Regions from separate parts of the Zea mays genome. Here all the other regions are linked to region 3. A link is a contact called in public Hi-C data. All regions are on one chromosome and are shown on one strand. Each heading gives the region's core, a stretch centred on a gene start, on an enhancer-like site or on the middle of the called end of the contact. The rest is flanking DNA. Distances are from core to core; before and after follow the strand shown. Region 1 holds the start of LOC100272714. Region 2 holds the start of LOC103639137 (inactive beta-amylase 9). Region 3 holds the start of LOC100281031 (nascent polypeptide-associated complex alpha subunit-like protein).

The links. Hi-C and Micro-C count contacts between places; a contact is called where the count stands out from the background.
Region 1: a contact with region 3 is called in a Hi-C map of leaf, with 6 times the contacts expected there. The contact joins the promoter of LOC100272714 here to the promoter of LOC100281031 in region 3. A contact is called at or near these places in 4 of 25 Hi-C or Micro-C datasets (bundle sheath, ear, leaf and 1 more).
Region 2: a Hi-C map of bundle sheath shows a contact between it and region 3, with 4 times the contacts expected there. The contact joins the promoter of LOC103639137 here to the promoter of LOC100281031 in region 3. A contact is called at or near these places in 8 of 25 Hi-C or Micro-C datasets (bundle sheath, endosperm, leaf and 3 more).

The regions. Positions count from the first base shown.
Region 1 is chr9:135,205,477-135,209,300 of Zm-B73-REFERENCE-NAM-5.0, reverse strand. It overlaps LOC100272714, which reads left to right and starts at 1,993. Exons shown (of 1, transcript NM_001147167.1): 1 at 1,993-3,824. The coding sequence starts at 2,091. The coding sequence ends at 3,470. It overlaps LOC103639139 (probable nucleolar protein 5-2), which reads right to left and starts at 1,154. Exons shown (of 10, transcript NM_001346697.1): 1 at 1,079-1,154; 2 at 848-980; 3 at 680-721; 4 at 79-258; 5 at 1-4. The coding sequence starts at 925.
Region 2 is chr9:135,141,606-135,145,717 of Zm-B73-REFERENCE-NAM-5.0, reverse strand. LOC103639137 (inactive beta-amylase 9) reads left to right here and starts at 2,163. Exons shown (of 2, transcript XM_008661933.2): 1 at 2,163-3,036. The coding sequence starts at 2,332. It overlaps LOC103639136 (a long non-coding RNA gene), which reads right to left. Exons shown (of 4, transcript XR_002264891.3): 2 at 3,938-4,045; 3 at 3,412-3,563; 4 at 3,201-3,358. It overlaps LOC103639138 (a long non-coding RNA gene), which reads left to right. Exons shown (of 2, transcript XR_559253.4): 1 at 1-502; 2 at 580-953.
Region 3 is chr9:135,005,904-135,009,533 of Zm-B73-REFERENCE-NAM-5.0, reverse strand. It overlaps LOC100281031 (nascent polypeptide-associated complex alpha subunit-like protein), which reads left to right and starts at 1,910. Exons shown (of 4, transcript NM_001367098.1): 1 at 1,910-2,049; 2 at 2,455-2,527; 3 at 3,270-3,400; 4 at 3,509-3,630. The coding sequence starts at 1,978.

The sequences.
Region 1 (3,824 bases), core at 744-3,243, 200 kb before region 3:
TTTTCTGCAACACAATTAAAATGTCACGAGTGCTGGTCATTCACAAAAAGTAAAAAAAAACAAGGAAATACTACTGACCAGCTTTTCTTTTATAGCATTTCCAAGCTTAGAATCAGCTACTGCTAATGTTTCACCCTCACAATGTTTCTGCAAGAACTTGCGCAGACCCTTGCTAGGCTTGCTATCAATAATCAGGGTTGCCGCGGATAGGGCATCAGATGTGTTCTCAAACTTGTTGAAAGCCTTCAGCTCGACCACCTACAGGGAAGTTCTCTGTTATCAGTCAGAACAGAAAACTAGTAAAGGTACAGAAGCGGAGAATAGGACGACTCATCAAGTTTTCTTCTTATTTCTTATTTTGCATTTGAACGAAAACAGTAACTTTGTTACGATACACGGTATGCATGATTTCCAAGTGGCTTCATCCATATGTGCAGCACAAATCTGTTGGCATTTGGTAGCTTGATGCTTGAAATGTGAAATGTTTGAAATAGCTTACGGAAAACACATTCTAAAACATAGCCATCTAAGCTACCCTAAGCTAAGTAGAAGTACATATCTAGTGGCTACGTCCACAGTGTTCCACTGAAATAAAAGAGTTAGTGAGACACTTAAGTCGGTGCCATCTGTTCAAAACGACAAACACATAATGTCATAATGTGGCTGATCCTATACAGACCTTTCTCGCTGAGTCCGACGTCGTGAACTCCTTCCATAGATCCTGCCAACAAGAACACAAAGGCATAGCACATTAGCACTGATGGTTCAATACAAAAGCATGGAGCAGAGCAAATTTAAGGAACCCAATCAATAACAGACTTTAGAAATTGCAGCGGGGGTCACTCACCTCGACCTTGTCGAGCTTCCCCTCGTCGAGCACCTTGAATAGGGCGAACCCCGCGGGGGTCTCGAAGAGCACCAACATCTCCGCACACGACCAGTCCCCGATTAACTCAGCTGAAACAACAGATACACACGCTCTTAACATGCATCGAGCGAAGGATCACGGAACCAAATTAGACATAGCAACGCGTGCGCCAACAGAATCGAGCTGTTGAGACGGTAAAATCCCTCGAACCTGGGGAAGATTCGTCGGTGGACAGCGCGAAGCGATGAGGGGGTTTCGCCTGCGGCGGCCGCGAGACGAGAGGGAGCTGGGGAAAAGGTAGCCGCCGCAAGGGTTTTAGCTCTTCTAGGGCTTGGGGCTGGACTAATATATCGGAGAGCACAAAGGTACTCGGTGGCCCATCTGGCCGTTGGCTGAACGGGACCGTGCTAATGGACCGTTGGATGGTTTGTCTTGGGTTTTAGGTTACCGGGAGGACCCTTGCTCGACTGACAGGGAGGGCGTGTTTGGTTTGGTAAGTGGATGTTTGCTTTTTAGTGACTATTTTTTTGTCAATTTCCGTATTTAATATTTTAGTAATTAAAATGGAATAAAATAGATAGACTAAAAATTAGTCACTAGAAACCAAATACCTCTTAAATTTATAAGATACCGCATAATTAATAAATAACTGGAGTTTTGGTTGAAACTGTCTCCCGTAGTGGAGAGTTTCATTTGACATGGTTTTATAGGTACCATACAAGAGATAATATGTCTAGGTAACACTATATACATGTTTTCATCCCCATGAAAAAATCTACCCCTTTCTTCATTAATTAGTTGCCACATCATCCAAAATGCTGACATAGCACACCATTTAATGAGTGAAACTCCTATAAAACTATCATTGAGAATGACCTTATATACCTAAGAGCATTTTTAGTAGCTGTGTAAATAACTCTCTAAATAAGAATTTAAGAAATTTCAAAAAGACTTTCTCGAACAATTATGTAAACCAAGTTACTAAATTTACAAACTCACTCAAAACCTAATTTCATCTCTATATTTACCAAGTGGTGTAGAGATGAAATTATCATGTTGTAAACCGGCTATTTAGCCAAGTGGTGTGCGTGGGGACTGGGTAAAAACATTTTCAACTTGCTTCTCAAGTTTGCTCGGTGTCGCTCGCGACTGGCTCTAGTTGTACTCAGCCAGCTATCCTTGGTGTGGGGGTTTGATCGACGGAGCCGTCACAACGGCGCCTATGGCGAAGCCTTCCGTACAGACTCATTTCGTCTTGGACGCGATGGCCGCGGAGAGGGTGAAAGTCGCGGAGAACTGGGAGCGGGCGTTGGATTCGTTGGAGAACATGAATCAGCGCCTGGGAAAGTTCGCCAAGGTCCAGCGCCAGTTGGTGGAGCAGTCGGAGGTCGCGGCGCAGGCGGCCAAGCAGGCGGCGAAGGAGCGTTCTGTTCTGTCGCGTCAAGTGGAGGAATCTGGGCAGCTGCTGGCGCGGGTACAGCTGGAATCCATGGCGGCGGAGACGGAGAAGTCCAGGAGGAGCGGATCCACCAGCCCGTCATCTAGGTCTTCACCCCCTGTTCAGGTACGGAAGGGTCCTCAGAAGGGTGTTCAGATCAATCCACTGCCTGAGATGTCATTCCCAAAGTTTGATGGTGCTAATCCGAGAGTTTGGTTGGACAAGTGTTTGGATTACTTCCATATTTTCAAGGTTTCTGAAGCTATGTGGGTACAAGTGGCGTCTCTGCACTTGGAAGGGATTGCTGCTCGCTGGTTTCACGTGCATAGACTGAAACAGAGGACGGGGTGGAATCATTTTACTCGGGATGTGTTGAACAAGTTTGGCGCAGACGAGTATCCAAAGGCGATGAGGAGATTGATGGGTCTCAGGCAGACGGGGTCACTGGACGAGTTTGTGCGGGCGTTCGAGGAAGCACGGTACATGGTATCGCTGCATAACCCAAAGTTGGGTGAGGTGCTCTTTGTCACTCAGTTTATTTGGGGTCTGGAGTATGATTTGCAAGGGGCGGTGCAATCTCAGATGCCCACCACTTTGGATCGAGCAGTACTAATTGCCAAGTTGCAGGATGAACTGAATGATCAATACAAAGGAAGGTCGACAAGGTCAGTGTTCCAGTCGAGGTCCTCGTCCACAGCAGTCAAGGCCAAGGCGATCAGTGGTACTACTGGTAAAGGGTGCATGAAGGTGCGGGGTCTTTTGAAGAACAAAGTTACGTTGCTGTTGTCAATTCATTCCGGGAGTCCTACTTGCTTTATCAACAAGAATCTGGTGGCTCGGGCTCGTTTGTCTGCTGTTTCTTGTCCTCCAGCCAGGTTCACATTGGCAAATGGCGAGTCCCTAACGTCGGATTTGTTGGTTCCTCAGCTTGCCTGGTGCGCAAATGGCCACACGTTCCACACTGATATGAGAGTGTTGGATCTGGGACCGTATGACGCCATCTTGGGTTATGACTGGCTGAAATCACATAGCCCTATGGAATGTGATTGGGCAAACAAGGTCTTGGTCTTTCATGATGCAGGGGTGGAGGTTACTTTGAAAGGGGATGATGATAATATCAAGAAGGAGGTGCAGGAGGTTTCAGCCATTTGCCACAAGTGTTGATCAGATGGTCCAATCTATCGGTGGACTCGTCGACTCGGGAAGATTACTATATGGTTAAGCGGTATCCTAATGCCGCTGTTTCGGTACAAACAGTATCTGAAGGTCTGTGTGTGTCTGGGTGGGGGGCATGTTCAGAGCTGAGCGCTGGACAAGTGAAGCTGATGAGGAGTGATGGCGTAGTGTCATAGGGCGTTTTCTATTTTACGTTTTCCAGTTGGGTTGGCGTCTTTAGGCGCATACTGTCCCGAACAACCCGTGCGTGCAGCAAGTCGCTGATGGGAGGTTACCTCAGCTCATAGTTTATGGAACAGACTACAACACGAAGAATGGAACTAGGGTACGTACTCTGTTGCT
Region 2 (4,112 bases), core at 914-3,413, 140 kb before region 3:
TAGGAGCAGGAACAGCCTAGTTCGGCAGTTTACGAGTTTCTGATGAATCTGGTGGCCTGGACAGTCGTTTTTATGAAATACCTTCCATAAATGGTCTGTACATCACTGTCGGTGTCTTTGGGGAACTAAATCGTAGCTGGATTAAAGATTCATTCACGGCAATCATTTGTACTGCTATAGCGCATTCTTGTATGAAACTAAAGGCCTGTAGCAGTAATAGTGTTTCCTGTTATTGGAGTTTTTTTTCCTGCGCATATCGATCTGAGCCTTACAAATTGTTACCAGCCAACTATCTAATCAATGCCTCAGCCATGAAAGAGTAAATTTACAAGCTTATTTGTAGATGATGCTTTTCATTTTGCAGCAGTGTGTAGTCCATGGTTATTTTGGGGAAAGTTCTCACGATCTAAATCTCTGGCAGCTGGTGATCGATCTGTCAGTTTCGGAATTGGAGAGCTAATGCGTAGACATCCATGAGGTTACAGTGTCTTATCAATCAGAGGTGATTTTTGTCTGTTATGATAATTTACCATGACAATTCTGTAATTCAAAATCAGTTTATTTTTGATTTGGTGTCAGGGCAAATCTGAACCAATTCTGTAATTCATAGTTCGAGAAGGCATTTTCCACAATTGTGCGCATTATGGTTCACTTCGTCTTGTGCTAAATCAAACTTCTAACTTCGGTCAAGTTTGTGGAAAAAAGTACTGCTACTTGATATTGTAGTATTAAAATAAGTCACCCAGTTCTGCAAGAACACAGTACTATGCTCTATGTTCAGTTAGGGTGTGTTTCTTACCAGAGAGCCAGGCTAGCAAGCTAAGGCTGACTAGCCAGTCTTGCTTTGCATGGGATAATAATAGGAGAAAACCATTTGTGTGGTTCGCCTGCCTATCTAAGATCTTGGCAGGATAGTTTTGGTACTGTCGCCTCTTCTGTTGGGGTGTTTTTTAGATCTATCGCCTCACACCATTCGTCCATGCTGACATCTTCATTGAACATCTAATGCTCTCGTCGGACCACCGCACTCGCTGCTGCCGCCTTGCTCGCGTCTCGCCGACCCTCCCCTCTCATTTCAGTTGGACAGGCTGCAGGTGGTGTGGCCGAGGCCCGGCCTGCCCCACGATGACCGTGAGGGGACGCCAGTGCTGCTTCCTAGCCAAGTCCGGCCAACTGGATCTGGAAAGGCCCGCCCCTTGTTTTTTGTCGGAGCCTGGCCTGAGCGTGGCGTGGTCACGAAGCCAGGCTACATGGACGGTCGTCTCCTGCCGTTCCCAGCTGCTCCTTCATCAGCATCGGACCAGTAGATTTGAGCAGACGCAAGCATTTGGCAAAGTTTTTGGGTTCTTGTTCAACTTGGAAAACCTCGGATGAAGCTGATCTTTAGATTTGCTGCAAAATTTCCGTGTATATATTTTCTCACGAGAACTCATCCGATATTAACATTTTTTTTGCCATGAAAGGAGACGTGTCCACGGCATCTCCCATCATGGATTCCCCTTCCCCAGACTGGTTGGTCCTGGATCGATATCCAAAAGCAGCTTCGCATGGCGCGGAAAGCCACCACCGTCGCATGCAGACCGCAGGAAGAGCCCGGAAACGAACGCATCGTCCCCAAAATCGGCGGCGCGGCGCCGTGAACCGGTGGCCACAAACGCGGCTCGGGTCAGCGATTCTTCGCCTCCCAGCCACACCCACACCTACACGTCGGCGACACGCGGGCACGCGCCCGGCTCCGTATACCCTAGTCTGCGTGGTGCCTCCGCGTTCCTACGTGGCGCCCTTATCCACAAGTTACTATGGATGGTGCCGAGTGACGGAAACGCCCTCAAACTGTCCCCACGTTCCGAGGAAGAGTGTCGGATCCGCCAGGGCCCACGCTCCGACGCTCGTCTTTTCCAAGGTAGTCCCACGGTCCCACCCGCACCCACCTCGTCATTCGACCTGGGCGGCAAGTATCTCTGACGCGATAGAGCGGGAAGGCCCCACCCGCTAGTGAGGCGGTAAGAGCACACGGCGCAGGAAAACCCGGCGATAAACTTGCCTAGCAAGTAGCACCTGACCTCCTGCATTATTTGCGGCGCGCTGGCCTCCTGCATTATTTGCGGCGCGCTGGACTCCTGCCACGTGGCACCGCCCTACTGTTCCTCGGCTGTCACCTGCCCTGCTCTCGTCTCCCATAAATAGGCCCGCGCGAAAAATTGGGTGCAAAAAATCTGTACCACTACTACCGCCAAGCGAACCAACCAGAAAAGTGCAAAGCGCAGCGACCGACGCGTCCCGACCAGCTGCTGACGCGGCAGACACAGGGCACTAGGACAGCAGCCAATAATGGAGGCCGCGCTGATGCACCAGACGGCGGCAACGGTGCCTGCGAGGTGGCGGTGCGTGGGGGACGCGTCGCGGGCTGGCCGCGGCCAGCAGCTAGCCGGCGTCGTCCGGCTCGGCGCGGCGCGGCGTGCAGCCAGCGGGGCTCTCCCTGTCCTCCGGGGCAGCAGGCTGCCGGGCCCCGTGCGGGCGCTCGTCTCCGAGTCCGAGTCCGAGGCCGCCGCCGAGCGGGCGGCGGATGGCGCGGTGAGGCTGTTCGTGGGCCTCCCCGCGGACGCGGTGGTCTCCGACGGCCGCGGGGTGAGCCGCTCCAGGGCCGTCTCGGCGGCGCTGCGCGCGCTCAAGCTGCTCGGCGTCGACGGCGTGGAGCTGCCGGTGTCCTGGGCCGCCGTGCAGCCCGGGTCCGGGGCCTGGTTCGAGTGGGCCGGGTACCGCGCCGTCGCCGCCATGGTCCGCGACGCGGGGCTCGACCTCCGCGTCTCGCTCCGCACCGACGGCGACGCGCTCCCCGAGTGGGTGGCCGACGCTGCCGCCGCCGACCCCGACGTGCTCTTCACGGACCGCTCCGGGCGCCGCCGCGTCGGGTGCATCTCCTTCGCCGTCGACGAGCTCCCAGTGCTCGTCGGCAGGTCGCCGCTCCAGGCCTACGAGGCCTTCTTCCGCAGCTTCGCTGAGGAGTTCAACGACTTGTTGGGGTCAACAGTTACGGTAAGACAAATCCAAGATTTCCTCGTTTAGTTTCTTTTAGTTTGGGAAACTAAATCTTTTTTCTTAAGCTTAACTAGGTATATGCTCGTGCGTTGCAACGGACGACACTTATACACGCATAGATCATTATTTAGTGTTACTATCAAGAATCAACTTAACAATCGTAACAAATGTCAAAGTCTGTCATTTCGAACAATCAAAATGAATGCCTCACGATTGAAGGCCCTTTCTTTACCTCCTCTGTTTTTACTCCACGCCTCACGCCTGTTTATCTAGAAACATAAATATCACTTGCTCTGTTCTTAGTACTCACTTCCATTCCCTGTGCCCAAAGAGTTTAAAAGTTAATCACAGGTGCTACAGACATCATCATACCAGCCAAATCAGAAAGAAAGTTAAAAAAAGAACTTGCTTTCTGCTCTTTCTGAATTCGACGGTGCCATTGGTTTCTGTGTTCAGAAAATGGGAACTGTATGTATGTTCTGGCCTCTGCATCCTCAGCGCACTTGGCATCTCTTTTGTTACCACTGCACGTCATCGTAAACGCAGGGTCGATGGTTTCAGCCTTTGAAGTAATAAGGGGTGTTTGAATGCGCTAGAGATATTACTTAACTGTTTAAATTAGCTAAAGACATCAGCTAATAGTTCAACTATTAGTTATTTTCAGCAAATTAGCTAGTAGTTAACTAACTATTTATTAGCTACCTAATTCTCCTAGCGATTTTTTATTAATACGATGCAAGCTACCAAAAGATATTACATGGTAGAAATATTAAGAATAATGTACATGTAGAAAAGTGGACCTACACGATAATCATTAGAATGACATCTCAGTAAGCAATGAATCCAAGTGTTTGCACGACACTAAAAAGAGCACAACAAAAGTGAAGCTGTATCGTACCAGGTAGCTTGCATCATATTAATAAAGCTCGTTCATGATGGTTGACTTGCCTACACCGGGCAGCCCAATTACCCCAATCATCACGAAATAATTGTTCTCGGTCAGATACTGCAAAAACACGGAGAGGGTTAGTACGTTTTGAGGGAACAAAATTTATATGTACATATGTATGTAT
Region 3 (3,630 bases), core at 661-3,160:
AACCAGTTCCAAGAATTACACAAATATTAGTGTCCACTCCATTGAATCTCCACATAAGTGTGTTCTTTAATTTTCTATACCAGTTTACAGTACATACAATGGTGCTGATAACTGAAGATAATTGCACGAGCACGAGCACAGCGAGTAGGAGTGCTATATTCTTTCTTGCGTTTACAGGTAGCATCATCACAACTGGGAAAAGTAGGTGTGCTGCGAAGAGGAGCTGGGGCGGCAGGGGACCAATGCTGCAAATTCAGATGACTATGATCACATGGAAATAAACTCGTTGCTTTGATCCAAACACCGCATGACGTTAGAAAAAGGAAATGAACTTGAGGCCACCATCTGGCCATGCCCATTCGAGACACACATATATATACACTCTTCTAACTTTAATAGAGATCACCATAAATATATAACCTTATTTTTTAAGGGCATGTTTAGTTGGTTTAGTCCACATACTAAAGTTTAGTTAGAAAACTAAAATTTAGTCCATACTTTGTTTGGTTATAGGGAATAAAAGTATTCAGAGCATATTAAATGAATAATAAGAAGATCAAAATATTCAGAGCATATTAAATGAATAATAAGAAGATCAAAATACTCCTTAGCATGCTCCCACAATTACTGCAACTGAAATAAATGAGGAGTAAAAAGTGAAATTAATATGGTTTAGTTTATTTTGGTCACTCCTTGAGGGACTAGAAACTAAAGCAGTTTAGTCCATGTTTTAGTTCCACCGTATAGCAATTTAGAGACTAATTAAGGTCATGTTTGGTTCCTTTAGTCACTTGGCTAAAATTTAGTCACTAAAGTACCTCATTTAGTTCCAGTGACCAAACAAGACTAAAGAGCATTACTTTTTGTGAATAATGACTGTATTACCCCTATTAATTAGTGGTTGTTTGTTGCAAAAAGAAAGTGAAGAGGGCAAATAAGGTAAAGATCATACTTTAGTCCTTTTTAGTCACCTTCTTTGTAATTAAAGAACTAAAGTTTAGTCATCCTACTTTAGTCATCATGTTTGTTTCTTTAGGGACTAAAATTGACTAAACTTTAGTCACTCCAAATCAAACGGGGCCTAAATAAGACTAAAATAAAGAGACTAATCTTTAGTCCATAAAATCAAACGTGCCCTTAACAGAGGTCATGGTCGTTCAACCGATAAGGGGAGCTAGAAAAGAACATGACGTTGTGGTGAACAAAGTCCGACATAGTCCTATTTAGTCTCCATTACCGAATGGAAGGACTAAAATATAGACTAATTGATTTTAGTGTCTAGCCCTTTATATAGGTACTAAAAAGAAACTAAAGGACAATATTTAATTCAATTGCCCTTGCCTAAAAAATCGGCGAAAATAAGAAAAAGGAGTATTTCGGTATTTATATTCTGTATTTAATGTGTTTAGAATCTATTTAGCTCTACAACCAAATAAGACATGAACTAAACTTTAGACCAAGACTAATAGAACCAAACATGGTTGTAGTGGGAAAGATCTGGACTAAACTTTAGTCAGTAGTCGGAAACAAGAGAAAAATAAAAAGAAGCCAATGTGTACGAGAGAGTGCACCAAGTGATAGTGATAGACAATTTTTTCAACCTCGTCAAACTTGAGTTCGTGGTGTACACTTTAAAGTGCTCTATCAAAATAGTAAATTAGTCTCTAGGTCTAATTTTGTTTTGTTAATTCTGGATTTATATGTCTAAACTATTTAGCTAACTTTTTAGAGTAAAACTATTTTTGATGAAAGTTCCAAACAACCCTGCCGCTGCCCATCACCAACTTCCCTTCGGTTCGGACACCTATACTGTACGATCTTTTTAGAGTGTATGTAAATTCCCAACAAATGGAGGTGTTTAGTGTGATTCAACCTCCAATAAATAATGCCCGCACGCGCGAGTCTGCTCTAGGGTTTTTTGCCAAGTCGCCGCCGTCGCTCTGCCCGCATTCCCTTCCACAACACCGAGACGCCAGGATGACGGCGCAGACTGCGGAGGAGCTCGCCACCCAGATCGAGCAGCAGAAGCTCGAGGAGCAGAAGACCGAGGTGAGATTTCGCACACACTCCTCCCGAACGGTCCGAATCAGAAGGGGAATCGCTGTCGCATAGGCTATGGATACTGCAGTCCAAAATAGATTTGATGTTTTATTTCTAGCTGCAGATCCACGAACTTGAAGTAGAATGATTTCGTAGGTGGGTCTTGCTGGACCATGTAAAGCTCCATCATTTTATAGGAGCATTATTTATTTATTATTATATTATTGTTATGGACGGTGGAAATGGTTGGTTCTGATAGACTCGGCTTTTCGTGGACTGTTATTTTTGTTACGGGGGCGGCGCGATTCTTCTAATCTCGCTTGCCGTCTCGCAATATGTTTTCGTGGTAATGTTGTCCATCAACTATTCGGATGTGTGCCACTGGCATACTTATCTGTTTAATGCCATGAACAGGCAGAGGAGGTTGTGGTGGAGGATGAGGAGGACGACGACGATGAGGACGATGAGGATGATGATGAACTTGACGGTGAGTTACTATGATCTGAGAATGTCTCTTTAGTTCTATTCAGATAATGTGTGAAACAGTGATGGCTTGATATCTTGGAGCTTGTAATGTTTATTAACTCGTTGTCACCCTTCACCCGTCTGTATCATTTATGTGAAATGATTTGGCACTTCTAGTTCTGGATGCTTAATCGTGAACTGCTGTGCCTGTACATGTACATAATAGAGTAAGGGATATGTATAGATTTGTTTCTGGCACTGTAAATTGATATGTGAATGTGATTTCGATTGTACAGTCAAGTGTATTGTGAGCAGGATATCTTCATGTCTGATGTATCATATTTCCATGTATTTAAAGCCAGTTATTGACTTTTGTCTCAATGTATGAAGATCCAGAGTGGATTTTGTTAAGTTTGACGTTATGCATAGCTTGTCAATGCTTGTAGGTGGTTGATGTTTTTGCTGCTACTGGTTAACATAACTGCCCTATTGCACTGTCTATATTGTTTTATCTATATCAGCTACATATCAACCACATCCTTGGAAAACACACACCCCAGCTATAAACAGTAAACTGAATTGCTTAGTTAGGCAGTCTCATTTGTTTGTGATCAGTGCAGAAGCCTGTGTGGGCAAACAAATGCTATGCCATTAGTTTTCCTGTTAACCTGCACCCTTTGAATTTGCTGTCTGTTTTTATCTCTGGTGTGTGAAACAATTGCAGACCTGTATCTGACAAGTATTGGTGTCATTTTCATCTTCAGGACAAGAAGGGGATGCCAGCGGCAAGTCAAAGCAAAGCAGGAGTGAGAAGAAGAGCCGCAAAGCCATGCTGAAGCTTGGCATGAAGCCCATCACTGGTGTCAGCCGTGTCACTGTGAAGAAAAGCAAGAATGTAATTCACCACGCAAACTGGCCTATCTTTATTGTTGTCTGGCTAACATGGTATATATTATCTTTATTGTTGTCTGGCTAACATGATAAATGCACATATTTTTCCCAGATACTGTTTGTCATCTCGAAGCCAGATGTGTTCAAGAGCCCGAACTCAGACACATACGTCATATTCGGCGAGGCCAAGATCGAGGACCTCAGCTCCCAGCTGCAGACCCAGGCCGCAGAACA